Linked DNA regions of Capra hircus: region 2 is linked to region 1. A link is a contact called in public Hi-C data. All regions are on one chromosome and are shown on one strand. The core of a region is the stretch at or near the end of the contact, and the rest is flanking DNA. Distances in the headings are between cores, read along the strand shown. Region 1 holds the start of TNFSF9 (tumor necrosis factor ligand superfamily member 9). Region 2 holds the start of C3 (complement C3).

Evidence for each region. A called contact is a pair of places that touch in the nucleus more often than the background predicts.
Region 2: a Hi-C map of blood shows a contact between it and region 1, with 2.4 times the contacts expected there. The contact joins the promoter of C3 here to the promoter of TNFSF9 in region 1. A contact is called at or near these places in 2 of 5 Hi-C or Micro-C datasets (both in blood).

Annotation. Positions count from the first base shown.
Region 1 is chr7:92,525,779-92,528,632 of ARS1.2, forward strand. It overlaps TNFSF9 (tumor necrosis factor ligand superfamily member 9), which reads left to right and starts at 1,572. Exons shown (of 3, transcript XM_018050942.1): 1 at 1,572-1,981; 2 at 2,625-2,658. The coding sequence starts at 1,718.
Region 2 is chr7:92,734,232-92,737,082 of ARS1.2, forward strand. It overlaps C3 (complement C3), which reads right to left and starts at 1,573. Exons shown (of 42, transcript XM_018050944.1): 1 at 1,421-1,573; 2 at 414-606. The coding sequence starts at 1,497.

The sequences.
Region 1 (2,854 bases), core at 322-2,821:
CACCAGAAATGTTGAGATTTCCGTGGTCTGGAGGGGAAAAAAAAGCAACCGAGAAATGGCTGTGTTTCCACCCTACTGGGGAGCAGAGCTGGTATCTCTTTTGGGAATTTACTTTCAACCAACGCTTCTACTTTAGCTGCCACCCACCACATCTCTTTTGGAGTTGGCAGGAGGTCACCAATAACTGAGGCGTGAGACACGGTGGTTGATGGTGGTATTTTGCTAGGGAATGTGTATTTGGCATTCCACCCCATGGCTGACAAGTTTTGGTTTAGGTTTTAAAACAGTCCCTTAACTATGGCTGCAGTGAGATTTTGGGAGACAGTAAAAGTAGGCGCTGGACCTTAATTCTTCCTCTTTACTCAGAAGGACAGCTGACCGCACTTCTGGGGGGAAAGAACATTCCAGGTGTAGGGGACAGCAGGTGCGAAGGAACAACCTTGGTACAACGCAGTGGGGTCTTCAACTTGGGCAAGTGTCAGAATGTTCTTGAAGGCTCCTTCAGACACTGACTGCAGGGCTTCAGTTCCCAGAATGTCAATAGGTCTGGCTGAGGTGCTAGAATCTGCAGAGCTAGCAAGTCCCCAGGTGATGCTGGTTTGGGCACGGCGCTTTTTTATAAACCGCTAGTATTAACGGAAGCGTTTTACACCTAGGTGTCAACAAGAGCCAGTATCATTAGTGTTTTCTCCTTTTAATTCCTCAGAGAGGCTTAATACAAGGTTGAATACAGGGCCGGTATCCGATCTTTGTTCCGTTTAACCAAAACACCCCTCCCCCCATTTCCTGGGCCGCTGGTGGACGGGTGAGATCAATTCCCGGGTCCATTCTCCCTTGCGCTATAGGGGAAGTGAGACCTGAAGGATGGCGAGGTCCACCCCGCTGGTCTGGGGTGAGCAGGGCTTCTCTGGGAGCCCAGGGCTTTTCTAGGGCTGGCCATCTGTCAATCCACGGTTGCTTCCTCTTTTGAGGCAGAGTTCTGGCCGCATCTCCGCTCCTCCTCCCGCCCCCGCGGACACCACGGGAGCGCGAACGGGAAATTTGAGTTTCCTCCGCCTCACTCAAGGTTGTCCCTTTCCTACAAGGGGAATTTCTCCACCTGGACTCTCCAGCCTTTTGCTTGTGGGGTCCAGGGAGTCCCTGACGGGAAGCGTCTAGGTGGGTGGGTGGGGGCAGGCCAGGGAAGGTCCGGGGTCCCGGGAAAAGAGAGGGAAGTAGAGAGAGGACTGAGCAGGGCACTCGGGGTTCCGTTGGGAGGACTTATCCTCCAGAGGACAAGCGGGCTGAGGCCTGGCTGTTCTTTTGACTCCTCCGAAGAAGTGCTGATTTTAGGGGAGCCCTGGAGGAGCCCCAATGCTGGGGGTGGGGGGCGCTAGGGAGGGATAAGGAATCAGGGAAAGAGACAAGAGAGAGAAGTAGAGAGGCGAAGAGATGACCAGGGAGATGCAAGAGAGATAACTGGGGGTCAGGAGGATTTGATGGAGCAGAGCGTGGAGAGCTAGAGAGAAAAGGAGACAGAGACATTCAGGGAAGAGAAAGTTGGGGAAAGTTTGGACAGAAGGTGGAGAGGGCGGGGCGGGGCCGCAAGGGGCGGGGCGGGCGGGAACCAACCTACCCAGCGCGTCGCTGGGATCCCCACCGGCCACTCCCCGGAAAGCCGGTCTTAGCTATAAAGGGCGGTGCGCAGGACCCGACTCGCAGCCGCCCGCAGCTGGCCATGCACTCCAGCACCCTCGCCACCCCGGACCCTGAGGCCCAGCGGTCGCCAGCGCCCCCGGGTCGCGTCTGCAACCCGCTGCCCTGGGCTCTGAGCGCCGCGCTGCTGCTGCTTGCCGCTGCCTGCGCCACCTGCGTGGTGCGGGTCTGGGGCATCCCCGGGACTCCTGCCCCGCCGGTTTCCAGTCCCGCGCCCAGCTCGATTCTCCCCGTGGGCCTGGAGCAGACTTCCGACCCCCACGCCAGCCTCCCCAACTCTCCGCAGGTGAGATACTGCCCGATCTAGACCCCGAGAGAGACCCGTACCCAGCCCCGGGACCCCTTCTCCATCCGCGTCCCCGCCTCCCGCAAGGTCTTTTCTGCGTCCCAGGCCGAGGGTGGAGAGACCTACCTCCCCGTCCTTCTTGGATTTCTGAGGTCACCAGTTCCTTATCCAGGTCTCCAGGGGGGCACCATTCTAATCCTAACCCCCCGTGAGACGCCATCTGCACCCCGGGCTTCAGATGGGGACCGTTTCACCAATGCGCACCCTGAGGGACACTGTCTGCAACCATCGCGGGGTTTCCCTTTTCTTTCGTAACTCGCAAAGAACCTCGGTTTTCTCCCGGACCCTTAGGGTACCTTCCTTTCCTTCTCAAGACTCTGCAGTATCAAGCCCCCTGGAGGGACTGTCTCCTCATTTCCCTCCTAAGCCCTCGGGGTCCTCTCCTTGCAGACAGCCAGGGCTGGGGCAGCGCGTGTGTGTACGCGCGCGCGCGGGGTGGTTCTTTTGGAACGCGAAGGGAAGGGACCATAAAGACTGTAGGCTCAAGGCTTGCGCACATCCCGGGGACCCCACTTTCCAAGGAGCTGCGTGTTGCGAGTAGAAGGACCTTTATTCACTTTGCGTTTGTCCTTTCTCTCAGCAGGGCGTGTTCGCGCAGCTGGTGGTGGCCGATGGAGGTGAGTGACTCCCTAAAGACCCGGGGGAGCGGGAGGAGGGTGCACTAAGTGGGAGAACTCCGGGAGAGGGAAGCCCCCTGCTCTGACCCAATCTGACCCTCTTTCCCTCCCTTCTCTGAAAAGCTCCCCCTACCCTCTTAGAACCTCGGCTCTCCCTCTCCGGGTCTCCTCCTTCTCTGACCTCCATCTGTGCCCA
Region 2 (2,851 bases), core at 323-2,822, 210 kb after region 1:
AAAGCCGGGAACCCAAAGCCAGTGTTTTGGGACAACCCAGAGGGATAGGGTGGGGAGCAATGTGGAAGCGGTTTTTAGGATGGGGGGGCGACACATGCATACCCGTGGCCGATTCATGTTGATGTATGCCAAAAACCATCGCAATATTGTAAAGTAATTGTCTTCCTATTAAAATAAGTTAATAAACTTAAAATAAAAAAAAGGTGGAGACAGCTCAGAGAAAGCTCTGGATGAAGCAGTGGGAGGGGCTCAGAAAAGGGAGGGCTCAGATGGGGGAGGGGGAGACTCAGAAGGGGCGGGGCTCAGGCAGTGTGGGTGGGGCTCAGAGAGGGGGAAGGGCTCTCGGAGGACTCCGTGGAGGACTCTCGGAGCCAGTGCGGCATCCGCAGGACTGGGCTCCCTGGCGCGCCCACCTTGATGATGACGGTGCTCAGGTAGCCATTGTTGCTGTTCAGCTGGGTGTTTTCGTTTGACAGCACTTGTTTCTTGGCCGGGAAGTCGTGGACAGTGACCGAGACCTGAATATTCCCTTGTCCTCCGTGGGCCTCCAGCACCACAGTCTCCTCGCTCTCCAGACGCAGGATGTTGGGGGTGATCATGGAATACCTGCCGGAGGGGAGCATGGGGCGTGGAGCTGTCATGCCCGGAAGCCCGAGCTGCCAACCCTTCCCCAGGGTGAGCACTCTGCCCCAGTCCGTGGTCTCACAGGGGATCCAGTGACCGGCAGACAACTGGGGCGGGGTGGGGGTGGGGGGTGGGAGGCAGGGGCGGTGCTTCACATCCCATCAACTGCTGAACACCAAAATGAGAGGTGCCAACTCTTCCAAGACTTCCAGACTCACCACTGAACCCACTTATTCCAGGAGCTCTAATCCCAAAATCTTTAAACACCCCAAGCCTCTAAACACCCAGCCCTGAACACCATGTGTGCTATGTGCTAAGTCAATCGTGTCCGACTCTTTGCTGCCCTCTAGACTGTAGCCGGCCAGGCTCCTTTGTTCATGGGATTCTCCAGGCAAGAATACCAGAGTGGGTTGCTGGTGCCCTCCTCCAGGGGATCTTCCTGACCCAGGGATCAAACCCGCGTCTCCTGTGTCTCCTGCATTGCAAGCAAATTCCTTACCTGCTGAGCCACCAGGACAGCCAAGACCATCCCAAACTCCTCCCTAAACCTGTGGCACCCCAGACCCAGATCCACTCCCTCAGCCACATACACCCACGCGAAGTCTCTAGACCCTTAAAACCTGAAACTACAAACTCCCAGAATCTGTGACGGTCAAATGTCCAGGACGCCAAGTCACCTCTCCTGCAGAATCACTCATTCCACATGCACACCCTACACACGCAGGGCCTTGTACCACAAATACACACTCTCATCTCCGAAGCAGCCTTTTTTGGGGGTCAGGCTGTGACTACTCACATGGGGTTCCCCAAGGCCATGGGGAGACTGGCTAGAAGCAGCAGCAGCAGCAGGCTGGGACCTGAGGTGGGCTGCATGGTGCTGGGGCAGTGGAGGGACAGAGGGATGGAGGGACAGAGGGAGAGGGCAGGGGAGGGGAATGAGCTGAGGTTGCTGGAGGCTTCCTTTTATTTGGCTCCTGCCTTCCTCCCTCCCCTGACCAGCCCTCACTCCCTGTGGGCTTCCCCCTCCCTGGGACTGCCCCAGATTTCTCAATACTGTTTCCTAAGTTTTTCAATCTGTAGGGCCAGCATGCCTGGCATAAGTAACCCGGGGCCATGTTCTTCAGCTACAGGGTCACAACAACCTCCTGCCCTGGCCTCCCTCCGGGTCACGGCCAGCTGGTGATCAGGGACCTTTCCCGGTTACATCCACTTGGTAGTAGATGAAAGCAGAGGGCAGAGGGCCACCCTTCGCCCTCAACTCCAGATATCTGGGCCTGGCCCTCAGTCTACTTTTAAGCATGCATTTATTCAGCAGACTCTTCCTGTGAGTCCATCTCTGTGCTAGCATCTCATGTCCCACTTCCAGAATCTTCCATGTTGGCATGGGGCTGGGGGCCGGGGACAGAGTCCAGCATCAATGGTCCTAGCCTCATGGAGTGTTTTCTCCAATGGAGAAGGACTCAGCTTCTTGGAGAGTCAGGGAAGGTTTCTTGGAGGAGGGGACATTTCAGCTGGGCTTTGAAGTATGTGTAGGAGTTCACTATCCAACTGAGAATGTTTTCTAGGGCAAGGAGAGCCTGGAATTCCCTTCACCTAATCTCGTCAAGAGGCCTGAGTGGCTAAAAAGTCATAATTGAGGGAAGTCCCATGGCTAGCTTTTGTGTTACATCAATGCCTTCTTAGGGGAGGGAGGTTCAAGAGGGATGGGACATGTGTATACCTATGGTTGATTCATGTTTATGTATGGCAGAAACCAACACAACATTGTAAAACAATTATCCTCCAATTAAAAAATAAATTTAAAAACATCCTCGGGATATTATTATTGTTAAAAATTGTATTTAACTTGTTGCATACGAATTGGTAATATAGTCATATGGTTCAATATCGAAAAGGTAACCTTCCTCCTGCTCTTGTTGCTAGCCATCAGGGTCTCAGACATGACCCTGTAACCAAGTCTCACGGTTCTCTCCAGAGGTATATTATACATTTACAAACATTCACACGTTTCAAAAACAAATATCAGAAAGCTCTACACACTCTTCTTCCTGGTCTCCGTGGGTTACACCTTGCTTTTTCATAAACAATATACAGTAGAGATTGTTTCATTATCAGAGCACAGAGAGCTTCCTTGTTCTTACAGGCAGTGAAAGTAACCAGTCATCTACTGACGGACAGACAGACTTCCTATTGTTACAAAACCATGCTCCCTCCAGAGAGTAATCTG